Linked DNA regions of Pan troglodytes: region 2 is linked to region 1. Evidence: chromatin contacts called from public Hi-C data. All regions are on one chromosome and are shown on one strand. Each heading gives the region's core, a stretch centred on a gene start, on an enhancer-like site or on the middle of the called end of the contact. The rest is flanking DNA. Distances are from core to core; before and after follow the strand shown.

Evidence for each region. A called contact is a pair of places that touch in the nucleus more often than the background predicts.
Region 2: a Hi-C map of stem cell-derived neural progenitor cells shows a contact between it and region 1, with 4 times the contacts expected there. The contact joins the enhancer-like site here to the promoter of AHRR in region 1. A contact is called at or near these places in 1 of 7 Hi-C or Micro-C datasets (stem cell-derived neural progenitor cells), 1 of 1 datasets of contacts at active chromatin or transcription factors (stem cell-derived excitatory neurons) and 1 of 1 other capture datasets (stem cell-derived neural stem cells).

The regions. Positions count from the first base shown.
Region 1 is chr4:1,042,254-1,050,105 of NHGRI_mPanTro3-v2.0_pri, reverse strand. AHRR (aryl hydrocarbon receptor repressor) reads right to left here and starts at 5,075. Exons shown (of 12, transcript XM_063811030.1): 1 at 3,175-5,075; 2 at 2,692-2,865. The coding sequence starts at 2,789.
Region 2 is chr4:1,180,881-1,188,732 of NHGRI_mPanTro3-v2.0_pri, reverse strand. It overlaps EXOC3 (exocyst complex component 3), which reads right to left. Exons shown (of 14, transcript XR_008547843.2): 6 at 6,941-7,066; 7 at 5,508-5,608; 8 at 2,966-3,076; 9 at 2,729-2,879; 10 at 659-781. Among named protein-coding and RNA genes, the nearest start is that of EXOC3, 18 kb to the right of the region's middle. Within about 2 kb of position 2,647, at least 5 of the 24 cell types and tissues checked have an H3K27ac peak or open chromatin away from gene starts, as enhancers often do. A contact at or near this core is called in stem cell-derived neural progenitor cells and stem cell-derived neural stem cells, where this site is marked.

The DNA of each region.
Region 1 (7,852 bases), core at 3,826-6,325:
ATCAAGATAAAGTAGTTTGAGAAACAGTTGCTGATAATACTTTAGAGAAAAGCCTCGTGGAGTTCAGGTGGTCACCTGAGCATATCTGAACTTCCTGGCCCTACTGGCAGAGATGCGAGGGGGTGGCAGGGAAGTGTGTCTCAGTTCTTGCCATACCTAGCCTAAATACAGGAGGATGGATGCTATTACAATAGGTTGTTGCGTTTTACAAAATACTCATGAACTCACCTCAACAGATGGAGCCTCCTTTGGACTGGACCAAACTCCCCACAGAAATGCCCCTGTGAAGCAAGACTCGGCTGTCCCCGGCCTCCTGACGGCAGCGTTCTTCTCTGCCTGGGACACAGGTCGAAGCTGCCTCATAGGTAATTGGGGGACAGGGGAGGACCCTACCCACTGCAGCCAGGGGCTCAGCCGGGGACCACAGGTGGGGCCTCGACAGACTCCTGGGTGCTGCTCACAGGCAGGTCCCACACGGGACAGAGGGGTCGGCCAGGGCCATCTGTGGGCCTCCCAACCCCACCAGGCTGTGAGCTGACAGCATTTCTCTGAGAAATCTGAATTTTTCTAAGAACCTTTCTCCTGTGGTAAAACTCGTATCTGTTCATTTTAGAGAATACAGATAAGTAAGAAAACAAAAATAAAAGCCGTTCCCCAGGCGGTGGCGACCACGCCGTCGAAGCGGGTCCCCAGGCGGTGGCGTCCGCCGGGTCAGCATCCTACGTTCTCCAGTTCTTGTTACTCGTGGCTTTTCAGCGACTCTGGGGCGGCATCGAGCCCCGGCTTTGCGCGGGATGGGTATGACACACTCGGCCCGAGTCCAAACGCCACCAGTCACTTGCTCTGAGAGGCTGGATGAGCGACCTACCTTGATGTCCTCGTTCGTAAAATGGGTGACAGTTGCCAGGCCAGGGCGGCTGTGAGGCCCCGTGGGGGTGGCGTTTGGAGAATGCGCGCACACGCCCACCCTTCTGCAAGACCCCCGCAGACGAGAGCCTGTGCGAGCGCACAGGTCCAGGGAGGAAGCCCGTCCCTGCCTGCCCTTGACATCCCGGAGGCCACAGCCGGACAGGCCCGTGGGACAGGCCCGTGGGACAGGCCCGTGGGACGCTTCTGCACAAGGTCTCTGACCTCCGGCCTCCCAGAAGAGGTCAGAGGGTGGCCCCTGCCTGTCACGCGCCCATGGCGACCCCTCCCCAGAAGGGTCCCAGCATCGACTCCAGGCTCCACATCGCTCTCTCAGGGCATCCGGTCTGGGAATTCTGGCCGCTCAAAATAAGACTTCAGTGAAAACACTTCTGGTGCTACTGAAACCAAGCCTGAACATGGGCCTTTCCCAGGGGTGAGGCCCCCCGGACCTGGCGCCCTCGGCCCGACAGCGGGGCCCCGCTCCGCCGCCCGCACCCGCCCAGCCCCAGGGAGCGCGGCCCGCACGGAACGCCCGGGGAGTGAGGGCTCAGAACACTCTCGAGGGGACGCTGAGGACCACGAACCGTGGACGCGCCGCGGCTTCCCTCCGAGGTCCGAGTTTTAAGTGAGACCAGCCAGCCGCACCCCAGAGTGTCCGCCCCGTCCCGGGGCCGCCGAGCCTGGCGACGCGAGGATGCGGCGTGAGGAGGGTCCCGACGTCGGCGCCCGTCCCTCAGCCCCACACCCGGGAGCGCATCCCGTCTCCACTGCGGGCGGCACGCGGCGGGGGCCTGCGGGGGCGCCCAGGACACTTACCCAGGGCCTGCGGGGCGCGGAGGCTCAGGCGCACCCGCGGGGCAGCGCGCCCTGGCCAGGAGCTGTGGCGGCGGGTGCCGGCGCTCGCATCCCGGGAACCCGCGGCGGCTCCAGGGACTGCCCCACCCCGGCACGCGAGCCGCCCGCCCCGCCCCGCCCCGCAGCACCCAGGGCCGGGAGGCGGCAGAGGGCGCCCGCGGGTCCGGCTGTCTCGGGTCCGGCTGCCCCAGCTGCCCTGGCGAACCCGAGACGCCATCCGGTTCCCCTGGGGTCCGCCCTGCGCCCTTCGCGTCCCAGTGATCCCCCGGAGTCTCCGTGCCCCGAGGCGGGGGTCGCGCGCTGAGCCCCTCCAGGCCCTGCGTTCCCCCTGGGGTCTGTGTGCGCCCAGGGTCCCCCGGTTCTCCCTGCGCCCCCGTCCCCTCCCCAGCGCTCGCGGCCGGCTGTGCTGAGCTGCTGGCCCTAGAGCCGGGCGGTGTAGACCCGAACAGGTAAAGTGAAGAGAGCTTTTCCCCCCTCGCCTGCCCCATGAGGTCGTTTCGAAAATGTAAAAGGAGTCATGGTTTTTGGCGAATTATAGAGAATATTAAGATACTTTTGGATCCTGAGCTTCCCAGGAAGCGGACGCGCGCCAGGCACGGCAGGGTCGTCCGTGCGACGTTCTTCGTCCTGGGCATTTCAGGGTCCCACGCGGCAGGTGCGCGGCCCTGGGTGCCCCTGCCCCGCCCACCCCGCCGGTCGGCACCCGGGACCGCGCGGCCGAGAGCAGGGTCCTGCCTGCAGGTCCTTAGGGCTCACCCCGCGCCCTCTGCGCGCCCGCCGGCCCCTCCGACCTCGGGCTGCGCCTTCTCCTTCCCCCTCCCGGTGGTCCTTGGCCCCCTCTAGTCCTCCGTCCGGGCGCGCAGGCCCTGGCTGAATTCCGTGTACCCTCAGGGGATCCCTGGGGACACCCTCAGCCTGGCCTCGCACCCTGACGTCTCCACAGACCCTGGCCGGCTTCCACCCGTTCTCGCCCTCGCTGGGGCCGGCCATGGAGTCGGTGGTCCCCGGAGTCCGCTCCTCAGCATCCGCCGTCCTCATCCCAGCCGGGGGAACCGCGCCCTCTTCATCCCGCAAGGTCGGTTTTCAGCAACGCGGCCGAGGCTGTCACTGGCGCCCCCAGGTTCTCAGTCAAACCCCGTCTCCCTGACGCCCCCAACCCGCCCCGCGCCTCCTGCTGTTCTCTGAATAAGGCGTGCGGGCCTTGGGGCCATTGCACTCGCTGTCTGCTGTCGGCTCAGGAAAAGTCTCTTTTCCAGACACAGCTCCCAAGGTGGGGTGGGCGCAGCTGAGAAGCCCACCCTGCCCCCAAGTGGCCACCGCCCCTCCCCGGGTGTAGCTCCTGCAGGGCAGCCCGGAATTGCTGAGTTCTGCCGCTCTGTCCCCAGGGGTCACCAAGTCTGCTCTGCTCACCTCTGGTTCCTGTCGAATAGCAGAGGCTCAAAAATGCGTGAGTAAATGGGCTTTTTTGGGACAGAGTCTTGCTCTGTCACCCAGGCCTGAGAGCAGTGGTGCGATCTCAGTTCACTGCAGCCTCTGCCTCTAGGGCTCAAGTGATTCTCGTGCCTCAGCCTCCCAAGTAGCTGGGATTACAGTCGCGCGCCACCACACCTGGCTAATTTTTTTTTTTTTTTAAGTAGATAGTGGTTTTGCCATCTTGGCCAGGCTGGTCTCGAACTCCTGACCTCAGGTGATCCACCCACCTCGGCTTGCCAAAAGTGTTGGGATTACAGGCATGAGCCACTATGCCACTGAGACAGCCAGGAGCCCTGGGTGCACACATTTATTTTTTGATATGGAACAATGTGCAACTATATTGCTGTACTTTTAAAAATCATTAGTTGTATCTTGATCCAATTTTTGTAAAGTGAATTATGCACAGAAAATGTGTAGCTGGATAACTCTGAGGTAACAGGTGAACTTTAATTTCTTTTTACTTTTTGAAAAGTCTGCAATTCCTGTAAATTTTTGTAAGAAGCACATAGTACCTTTGTGATCTGTTAAAATAAGAACCTGTGGGTAGAATGTGATGGTGGTGAGCCGCAGTCCCCCTGCATGGGAAGACAGCACCCCCATGTCTCAGGGCAAGCACAGGTTCCCTTCCACCTACCCTGTCCCACCAGAACCAACTGGAATGAGATACTTTGTTACTCTATTTCCTGGGTACAGAAGGAAACTGCTCCTCCTTCCTTCCCACTGCCCTTGACCAGCACAGGCCATCCACGCCCACCTGTCCCCTGTGCTTGTCCCCAAAGTCTCAGGTCTCTGCAGGACCTGGGGCAGCCAGTGGGACTGTGCAGAAAAAGGATGACCCTGCCGTGGGAGCCATTGCCCCTAAAGTCTCAGGGTTTAGCAGGCAGAGCCCCACGTGGAGTCCTGGAGTCTCTGGGCACCCCACCAGCACAATGGGGGATCCCTGAGCCACCTCCCGTTCAGGCGAGCTATTGGGCGTGCCTCCCTCCCCACCACGAAGGTCCAGATGCAGCTGACACCCCCAGTCACAGAGTCTCCTTTCTGCCTCTGCTGGGGACCCTGTTCAGGAGGTCTCCTCCCTCCAGTCCGGACTTGCTGTCCCCACTGTCATTGAACCCTCTGGCTCCCATCCACACTCCCAGCAGCTGGAGACACACCCCTTTCTCCTGGGCCACTGGTCCTCTCGGGACTCTGAACCAGAGGCACTAACACCTGGCAGGGATGGCAGCTGGGGCAGGACTGGAAGCCTCCGAGGACCCACCCCCAGCTCCGGGTACCCCCACACTGGAGTCTGGTGCGGTGGGTCCCCAGAGCCATATGAGCTGGACTTGGCCTCCAGTGGACGGCCACATGGCAGGTGCCCACGGCCGGCTGCAGCGCCAGGCCCCTCCCAAACAGGCCCAAGTTGGCTTCACAGAAGTGTGGGGGCAAAGCTGCTCTTCATGGGCCTCCAGGAGTGGTGACCGTGACTGCCCCCTCCTGTCCTCTCCTGGCCACACCTTTGCCTCCCACAGGCAGGCCAGGTCAGGAGCCCCCAGGGCCCTGACCTCAGAGGCAGACAGGGGTGTGCTGACCCCTCGGGGCCAGGCCAGGACCCCGCACAGGCGCCTGCGGCTCTCTGGCTCTCTGATGGTGGCTGGGTTTCCCGGGTTCCCCATGACTGCTGAGTCTCCAGCGTTGATGCCTCACAGGGAGCCGCTTGGGCAGCCCTGGTCACACCTGGGTTACCTCTCCCACACCAGTTTCTCCCTGGTCACGCCTGGGTTCCCTCTCCCACACCAGTTTCTCCTGTAGGACAGAGAAGGACCTGGGGAATTTTGTCTTTTGTTAAAAACCACAAGGGAGCTCCCTGCTGGGCACAGTCACGGTGGCGCCCATCAGAGCTCCTGCTTCCAGGGTGCATTCCATCATTCCAAGTTCACTGTGCTGGAGTCAGCTCTCTGCTTGCCGCAGGGTGAGGGGGGGAGGTGGAGGGTGAGGGGGGAGGTGAAGGATTGGGGGAGGTGCAGGGTTGGGGGGAGATGGAGGGTGGGGGGAGGTAAAGGATGGGGGGAGGTGCAGGGTTGGGGGGAGATGCAGGGTGGGGGGAGGTAAAAGATGGGGGGAGGTGCAGGGTAAGGGTGGGAGGTGCAGGGTGTGGGGGGGAGGTGGAGGGTGAGGGGGGAGATGAAGGGAGGGGGGAGGTGAAGGATTGGGGGAGGTGCAGGGTTGGGGGGAGATGGAGGGTGGGGGGAGGTGCAGGGTGAGGGCGGGAGGTGCAGGGGGAGGGGGAGGTGCAGGGTGGGGGGAGGTGGAGGGTGAGTGGGGGAGGTGGAGGGTGAGTGTGGGAGGTGGAGGGTGAGAGGGGAGGTGAAGGATGGGGGAGGTGCAGGGTTGGGGGGAGATGCAGGGTGGGGGGAGGTAAAAGATGGGGGGAGGTGCAGGGTAAGGGTGGGAGGTGCAGGGTGCGGAAGGGAGGTGAAGGGTGAGGGCAGGAGGTGGAGGGTGAGGGGGGAGGTGGAGGGGGGAGGTGGAGGCTGGGGGGGAGGTGAGGGGGAAGGTGGAGGGGGGAGGTGGGAGGTGAGGGGGAGTGGAGGGGGGGAGGTGCAGGATGAGGGGGAGGGGAGGGAGGAGGTGCAGGGTGAGGGGGGAGGTAAAAGATGGGGGGAGGTGCAGGGTAAGGGTGGGAGGTGCAGGGTGCGGGAGGGAGGTGGAGGGTGAGGGCGGGAGGTGGAGGATGAGGGGGGAGGTGTAGGGGGGAGGTGAGGGGGGAGGTGGAGGGGGGAGGTGGAAGGTGGGGGGGAGGTGAGGGGGAGTGGAGGGGGGAGGTGCAGGGTGAGGGGGAGAGGGAGGGAGGAGGTGCAGGGCAAGAGAGGTGCAGGGTGAGGGGGGAGGTAAAGGATGGGGGGAGGTGCCAGGTGAGGAGGGAGGTGAAGGATGTGGGGAGGTGCTGGGTTGGGGGGAGATGCAGGGTTGGGAGTAGGTGGAGGGTGAAGGGGGGAGGTACAGGATGGGGGGAGGTGCAGGGTGAGGGGCAGGTGCAAGGTGAGAGGGGAGTTGAAGGGTTGTTGGGGGAGGTGCAGGGTTGTGGCGGGGAGGTGTAGGGTGGCTGTGGGGGGAGGTGCAGGGTTGTCAGGGGAGGTGTAGGGTTGTGGGGGGAGATCAGGGTAGGGAGGGTGGGGAGGCATGGGCCAGGGGCCCCAGGTGAGGGTGGACGGCGTGCACCTGCACCTCCATGTCTGCACTGATGACTGAGGACCCAGAGCGGGGGAGGGAGGGGCCCCCAGAGATGGCTGTGCCCCCATGTCCTGCTGTCTTGGGTCTTGGGACCAGGGGTCAAGTGACGCTGAGGGTCCCTGGTGGGTGGTCGTGGCCGCTGGCCTGGCCTGGCCTCCGCGACCCAGCCTCACCATGCTGGGCCTGCGCCAGGCACCTGGTCAGCTGTCCACCCCCTCCACCCCCAAACCCAGGCTCTGAAGGGTCACAGGGCACAGCCTGCCTGACAAGGGAGAGCTGAAAGGGCGAAGGCCCGTCTCTCTGTGGTCTTCTCTCTGCGGCTATGAATCCCATGGCTGTGTCGGGCAGGTCCTCCCGGTCAGTCAGCAGCTCCCGAGAGCTCCATGGTGCAGCCGCACTGCCCCCACGTGGCCCAGGCTGTGTGCAGCTGCCTGGCCCTTGGGGCCTCAGAGTGCAGTGAGGTTTGGCTCAGGGGCTTCCCTCACCCAGGAAGGCGTGGGTGGCCTCCCTGCAGGCGCCTGAGGATGGGGTCTGTGCTGGCAGTGTGGCTGGGCAGGGGGCACGGCAGCCCTGCTTCCCTGCGGGTTGGCACCCCCTCCACAGGGAATCCGCCACAACTCGTGAGCTCACTGCCCTCCAGAGACCCCCAGTTTTGTATCAGTGACTCCGGCCAGGAGAGCAGGGGAGTCCCCCCTCCACACCTCCAGCTTCGAGAGGCTCCTCACCGCCTCCCTCCCTTGACTCCTGGTGGCTGGGAGCTCCCCGGGGAAATGTCCCTCCCAGCAGCCACAGCCCACCAGCCCAACAGGCTCTCTGCATCCAGGGGTTCCTTTGCCAGCAGGCCAGCCTGACATGCGTTTGTCCAGCACTCCACCCCTGCTGGTCCTCCAAGCGTGCGGTGCAGCCGTCCCACCGCCCTCCTCACCCTCTGCTGAAGAACTTCTGCTCCGGAATTTTCAGCGGCTTTTGTTCTTGTGCGTCTTCATGGAGGCCCCTCTCCAAGGCAGCCTCCCCGAGTCTCCAAGGCAGCCTCCCCGAGTCTCCAAGGCAGCCTCCCCGAGTCTGCAGCCTCCCCGAGCTGCCTGCAAACAGGAGCCCCCATGGCAGCCACGTGCAGAGTACCTGAGGGTACCTGCACCACACACCTGAGTGTACCTCACACCTGTGAACCTGCCACACCTGAGCAGACCACAGACCTGTGCATCTGTCCCACACACAAGTGAGATGCTGAGAAACACACTTTATCTCCATCAGAGGAACCTCTCATTGCTGTGAAAAGGAAGGAAGGAAAATCATCCACAATCTGACCTTTTCTCTGTGAAAGTCTCTGTCTCACCTGGCCTTCGCCTGCTTTCTAGGAGTATGGAGCTAACCGCCACACACAACATTCCTTCCCCGGCAG
Region 2 (7,852 bases), core at 1,398-3,897, 140 kb before region 1:
CGGCCAGGAGCACCCTCATTTAAACCCAGGCTGGGGCTCCCAGTGGCTCCCCGGAGGCTCTGAGCCCACTCCTCCTCGCTCCGCCACAGCTCCGGCATCTCACCGCAGAGGAGGAGCGGGGGCTCAGTGGGGGAACAGTGACGGTGACCTGGACCCCCGCACCAGGCCAGCTCCGGCCCCCAGCAGGACAGACGCGGGTGAGGCAGTGCCGCGCATGAGCACTCGGTCCACAGACAGGCCCGGTGTCAGTGGCTGCTGCTGTCCTTTGATTAACGACTGCAGCATCTGGAAAACGTGGCAGGCACTTTGGAGGAAAGAGGAACCTGGGTCCTGCAGGAAGGAGGGTCTGAAGCGGAAAGAAATCCCTGCGGGCTCAGGGAGTGAGTGGAAGGGCAAGGAGCTAAGACGGGGCACGCGGGCCTCTCCGGGAACCATGGCTCCCTCCACCTCGAGGGCCATGCCACAGGGCCCCGGCCATTCTCACCAGAGCCCCGTCCCAGGGAGGTGGCGTCCGCAGAGCCTATTGCCTCCCTTGGGCTGATAGGACAACAAGTGAACGTTCACTCACGGAGGGACTCGCTGGATGCTGAATTCTGAGCAGGGTGAGAGGTGAGCCCTAGCGTCAAGGTGATGAGGGAACTAGGTCCCACCTTCTTACCTTCTTATACGGCTTTTTAATTTTGGCAAAATCGTTGAAATAGTCTTCCACGGTGACACAGATAATGTCTACAGCGTTTGACCCTAATAGCCACTTCTTCGTCATCAATTCATTCAGATGTTGCTGAAAAGCAGAAACAGATCACAGAAATCATCACCTCAACGTCCCACGAGAGCTGCGTGCAGTGTGGGAGGAAGGCACTTCCTCACCTCAACGCCCCACGAGAGCTGCGTGCAGTGTGGGAGGGAAGCACTTTCTCACCTCAACGTCCCACGAGCACTGAGTGCGTGTGGGAGGGAGGCACTTCCGTGCATCTTTGCTACGTCACACTGCTTTTCTAATTACAACAGCAATGCGCACTCAGGTAAAAATTCGATTATATAATCTGCAAATGTGTACTTTAAGTATAGGAGATTTATACTACAATTTCTGTGATGAGCTTCCCAAAATGACATGTTAAAGATGGAAATATCTGTGCATGTATACATTTTACCTTTAGTGGCTACATATATTTATCGTATTTATTTGCCCAATTCTCTATTGATGGACATTTAAATTTTTTTCACATTTTGCAATAATGCAACAGTGAATCTGTATAATTCTACTGATGAAATTCCTTAAAGTTGAATTTTTCAGTCAAAAAGTATACACATTAAAACCAATAAAACTATACAAATTAAAACTCCAATAAAAGTATACAAATTAAAACTCCAATAGAAGTGTACAAATTAAAACTCCAGTAAAAGTTACAAATTAAAACTACAATGGCTGTATTTCCAAGCTGCCCTCCAAAACCCAACCCAGTTCAGGCCCACACAGAATACAAACAGCCCCTTTTTCCCACGCCCTCAACAAGCCTGAACAGCATCCACGTCTCCGGCTCCTGCCATCCTGCTGAGCAGCAGGTCCTGTTGAGCATTCATTGCTTCGAGGATAAGATTGGGCGTCTAGTTTCACGATGAGGACACTGGTGTTGCTTTTAATGTGAGGTGGCCGTTCATGTCTTTTGCCCATTTTTCTATATATTCTTTTTAAATTTTGAAATAATTTCAAATGTAAATATTTTCTTCTTGCTTTCTAAGCCATATTTGCGAAAGTTACAAGTGTCTGCCTCTTTGGGGACACTTCCACACACATTTCTGTTCTCTTGCACAACCAGACACTGATGAATCAGCAACCAATCCCACCCCTCATCCCAGGAACCCCTTTCCAGCAGGACCACCAGATGGCCATGGTCTTATTATTTTGTTGTTGTTGTTGTTTTGAAATGGAGTTTGCTCTTGTTGCCCAGGCTGGAGTGCAATGGCGCGATCTCTGCTCACTGCAACCTCCACCTCCCGGGTTCAAGCAATTCTCCTGCCTCAGCCTCCCAAGCAGCTGGGATTACAGGTATGCGCCACCACATCCAGGTAATTTTGTATTTTGAGTAGAGATGGGGTTTCTCCATGTTGGTCAGGCTGGTCTCGAACTCCCAACCTCAGGTGATCCGCCTACCTTGGCCTCCCAAAGTGCTGGGATTAAAGGCGTAAGCCACCACACCTGGCCTACAAGGTCTTATTTTTTAAATATATCCTGATTTCTGCCAATACCTCTAAATAATGTTAAGCCATCTTTATGTTTCTGAAATAACCCCTACATTTCATGGTAGGTTATGCCTTTGATACAATATTAAATTCATTTTATTAATGATTTTTGTGTGTGTACCTATATTCAAAAGCGAAACTGATCTATGTGAGGATGTGTGTGTGTGTGCACTCTCAATTTGACTTTTTGACAGGTCCCTACATATCGGTTTCTATTTTGTAATCCACTAAATTGTCTGATGTCTTTAATACTTACTGGGTGAATCTACTGAATTGTGCGTAAGAAGGACCCTGCGTCATACGAAGCAGCGTCACCGAAAACGGAGGCGCTTTCAGCGATCTGACCGGAATGCAAGTGCACAGCCCGGCTCCCCAGACGGCGTCCGCACGGTACAGTTCGCAGCCTGTCCCCCAGGGGGCAGTGAGGAAGCACAGGAAGCACTGTGCTTCGGCGCAGAAAACGGCAGGAGGAAAGAGCCAGGCCCACCTCCAGGTCCAGGAAGACCTCCTCCAGCAAACCGCCGCAGCCCTCCTTCGCGATGGCGTCTAAAATCCCGTCCATGCTGGGCTGGCTCGGAGACACGCCCTCTTCCGCTTCATTCTTTAAATACTTTCTTTTTAAACTGACTATGGATTCCCTGCAAGGAAAGGGCTCAGGTTCAACACAGCGGCTGGGCAGGCCGGCCTCCACCGCTCCCCCGCCACGGCGCCCGGCCGCACTCACTTGAAGGTCTGGCAGTTGTTGATGATGGCGATCATGTACTGAACGTAGCAGTGAGGGTGCTGCCGATTCCTCAGGTGCTCTTCTTTATACAGCTGCGCTTCATCTTTATATCTGAGGACAGACAGGCTTCGGTCAGACAGCACTAAGGGCAACGTGGAGCTGTTTCAAATGCCACGCTGACGTCACGCCTGGCCTGAAATTTCACATCACTAACATCTGACCGGATGAGCCTCTAAAAATAAAACAATCTTTAGACGATCCAGACTAATGGAAGGACAGAGAGGTTGATTACTTTAAATGGATCAAAAAATAACTTCACCTCAGGCTTTCAAATATGGCTCATTAAGAGGCTGAGGCAGGGAGACCACCTGAGCCCAGGAGTTAAAGGCTGCTGGCTGTGCTGCAGTGAGCTACCCGTCGGGGTAACCTAATCAGACCTTCTCTCTTTTTTTTTTTTTTTTTGAGATAGAGTCTTGCTCTGTCACCCAGGCTGGAGTGCAATGGTGAGACCTCGGCTCACTGCAACCTCCACCTCCTGGGTTCAAGTGATTCTCCTGCCTCAGCCTCCCGAGCAGGTGGGACTACAGGTGTGCCCCACCATGCCCAGCTAATTTTTGTATTTTTAGTAGAGACAGGGTTTCACCATATTGGCCAGGCTGGTCTCGAACTCCTGACCTCATGATCCACCCGCCTCAGCCTCCCAAAGTGCTGGGATTACAGGCGTAAGCCACCGTGCCTGGCCGACCTTGTTTCTTAAAAACAATTAAAAAATATAAAAATTTTGAGGAGTTGGTAAAAAATAATAACTGAAAAAAGGAAAAAAAATATGGTTCAGCATTCTGATTGTAAAAATATACTACATAGTTGATTGTGAGGAATTGGGAAAGCATTATCTTATTTTATTTACTATACACTTCACCTAGAAACTCATAGTGTTAGGAACATCATCAAATGTCAGGTAAAATGTCCCTTTCAGAAACTGTCCCTGAACTCATCCAATTAAAAACAGACACTTGAAATGTCAAGAAAACAAACAGAGGTAGTGACACGCTCTATTTTTAAACTTACTGTGGGGATGCTCAAGCACCTATGGGAGTGGAAGAATCATACAACAAATACCGTTTCTATTTTTAAGAGATGTTAAGAAAGGAGCATACTGAAAGCTGGCAATTAAAGGGAAAGAAGTTAGCATTTCTGTCCAAAGTGTGGTTCAGGTCATCAAAAAGCTGAGGGTGATCAAGGAACGGTCTCTTTATAGAAGAATCTAACCTCATAAATGACAATGACCTCCAAAGAAACAAACTCAGGCCAAGATCCCCATGGACAGATGGCCAATAGGGACTTGGCCATGCCTCTGTGGATAGAAGGCCAATGGGAACTTGGCTAAGACTTGGCCAGTGGGGACTCGGCTAAGACCTCTATGGAAGAGGGCCAGTGGGGACTCAGCTGTGACCCCTGTGGATGGGCGGCCAGTGGGGACTTGGGCATGACCCCTATCGATGGATGGCAAATGGGAACTCTGAGTGGGCGGCGTGGCTGTAGTACCTAAGCCACCAGGACAGGACCTATGGACGCCATGTCTCCTGATGTGCCACATCGTGGAAGGCACACTCGCCAATAAGTGGGATCCAAGCCTGCAGAGCCAGCATCTGGCTCGGGAGCTGACGGTAGACTGAGGAGGAGGCTGAGGGACATCTCTCTACAGAGATCTACAAGCCAGCAGCTGAAGGAGGGAAGGGGCTGTTCTGCTTACCAGAGGCCTAGGAACCCTAAGCCCTCATGCGATGCAGTCCAATCTGATTCACAACTATCAAAAGACACACTTGAGATACAACCCAAACGCAGACTTGGCATCGGATGACCCCACGGAGTCACCGTGCTTGTCTCTCTGACTTGATGGCACTGCAGTGGCTTCAGAGAGGGTCGCAAATACCATGCCACAGCGCCCGGGGTTTGCCTGAAGGTACTTCAGCAGAGAGAGCGGAATGGGCAGGGGAGAACAGATTAGGCAAGGGGGCTTTGGAGGGGATGGCTTCTGGACTGCACGATGGGTGAACACAGTTTTTTAAACTCTTTTCCACATCTGTATAGGTTTGAAAATTATCAACAACTCATGGGGAGGGTGGCGTGCCAGGTCATGGCTGCCTGGAACCCTTCTGAGGAGGGCCGGCTTGGCCGAGGACGCCCTCCTCACTACGAAGTAGGCACTGCGGCAGGAGTCGCCACCCCCACCCCCAGGAAGTTCAGAACAGGCAACGGGAGGAGCCTGACTCCAACAGAGTTGGTGTCATCCGGCACATCGCTAAGGACGTCACAACACATCGGCTCTGGGAGCCCAAGGGGGCGTGTGGTCCACTCAAGGGGAAGATGATCCAGAAGCTCCACTCCCTCCCTTTGCTTCTGAAGAACACAGGAGTGACACGTGGGGAATCTACAGGCTTAATTTCTTCTTAGTAACAGGCATAGTAGGATCAAAAAATTTTTGCTTCTAATTTTTAAAAACATTCAATTTGTACATTAGCACACTGGCAGAAAGACATACCTGCTTAGGAAAGAATTCATCTGCTGAAGACATAAAACTAGTACCTTTGTTTTCAAATCTTCACTTATCTGAGCAGCAACTTGAAGATTCTGTTCAAACATCTAAAAATCAGAGAACTTATGAATTCTGGTATAATCTTACAGGAGTATACTAAGAGTGCAGGTTTGCTGTTATATGAAACCTCCATCTGCTAACTGGCATTTAGGATAGTCCAAACTCAGAGAAAAAAAAATGAAACCACGTGAAAAATAACAAAGTTAGTTTAAAAAAAAAAAAAACAACTTTCTCACCTGGGAAAGTACCAAGTGACTCATTTCTTAATTCCTGGCAAACTGGTTTCTCCCACGGGGGCCATGTCTGTCCTCACACTACGTGACTGGAGTTTTAATGTGTGGAGTGAGGCCCCACCCGGGATGGCGCCCCTCAGGCACCTGACTCACCCTCCCTGGCCCCATGACTGTCATGATGCAGAGTTCCTAAGAATCTGGACCTGGGGTGTGCCAGGCCCTGCCAGGAGCTGACCCAGGCAGAGGAAGGGCAAGGGGACAGAGCTCTCCTCACAGTTTCTCACGGCATCTGTTTCCAAACAAAGGAAAGGGTTTGGACTAGCCTGTCAATAACTAATGGTATCATTTAGAGAGAAATGTCACCCGCCAGCCCTCACTCCTGCCTAACTAGAGTCCTGAGTGAGGATTCTAACACAACGGGGCTCCATCCCTCAGCAATGCCACTGAAATTAAAACACATGATGTGCCAAAAGAAAAAAAGAGCAGGAAAAATGGGACACAGGGCGGTCGGACTGGAAAGTGAATCCGTGGTAAGAAAACACCGGGTCTAACACCTAGTGAGGCTCGGGCGTTGGAAAGTGAATCCGTGGTAAAAATTAGGTCGGTCTAATACCTAGAACCTTAACCAATGAACAGGAAAGCAACTTTAAAAGCTAATGGATGCCTTGAACCAGGAGGTAGAGATTGCAGTAAGCCAAGATTGTGCTACCGCACTCCAGCCTGGGCAACAGAGTGAGACTCCGTCTCAAAAAAAATAATGGACGCTCCCAAAATCCACCTGTTTAAACTCAATAATGTGCCATTTTTTAGGACAAATCCTGGATATCGACCAAACAAACTCACATTTGAAAGTCGCACATAAATAACATACAATTAGGCTGTAGTCCAAACCCATAAAGACCAGGTCAGAAAAGTAAAGTGACCTTGGGCAAAACTATTTGGTAAGTATCATCCCAGGTTTCTGCAGCTCCAGAGAGTAAAAGACAGAGAGAGGAGAGGAGGACTTAGATGCACCAGGCAGGGCTCTCAATATTTTTACTACACTCTGTGGATGAAGATCCCGGGTATCTGTGTCACTTTGTAAAACCTACAGCTCCCACTATCCACCTAGGAAATGGAACTGTGCCAGTCCCCTGCAGGTGGTACCTGGAAGACAATGGCAGGGAGTGTGGTCTGGTAGTACCCGTCCTGGTCGGCTTCTGGCTCTGTCTCTTTGACCCAGTCTTTCTTGTCTGTCTCCAGCGCTTTCCGCAGCCAGGCGATGATGTTTGACTAAAGGAAGTTCAGCATCATGGAGAAGAGAAGAGAGAAGAGCAGGTGCCTGAGGGTCACGCCAATTACCTGGTCAGTTGCATGCACAAGCTCCACAAACCAGACACAGGGCACCAGTGTCCTCTTTCTCAAATGAGGACTCCAGAGCAGGGACCCAGGAGCCACCCCCATGGGAGGCAGTGACCACAGCAGCCCGCAGGGGTTTAACTGGAACCCTTGGTACAGATAAAGAGGGAGAAGAAACTAGATGCCCTTTTGGCTGCACCTCATGCTGGAGGACAAGGCCGCTGAATCCCAGGTGCACAGAGAATGAGGCCAACCAGGTCCGGTCAGGCCTGTTCCCATGCCCAGACTCAGCAACCACAGCAGCTCATGTCCCAAGAGAAGACAGCGCTCCTTCCCCAGCTCCTGAGGACACCTCGGCTTCTGGTCATAATGCTGCCTTGCTAGGTGGACGCACCCTTGTCTAAGAAGCAGACCCTGCTGACCTTCTCTTCTCACTCTGAGACCACCTGGTGGTCACCAGGCTGCAAATGGACTCGCCCTTTGGTCCTTGACGGATCCCCCCAACCCTGGGACTCAGAGCCGAGAGCCTGGCAGGTGCTGCCACACACAGTTCAGATGTCCTGGGCCCTGGCCAGCCTGCCGAGTAGGGCACAGGCTCACGTCTCCAGCAGAGGACAAGCTTCAGATCCAGGCCCAGAGAAGGGGCCATTCTCCTCTTCTAGCAAACGGACCTGTCAGGGCCTGGAAGCAGAGCCCGGGAAACTGAGCAACGCACCCTAG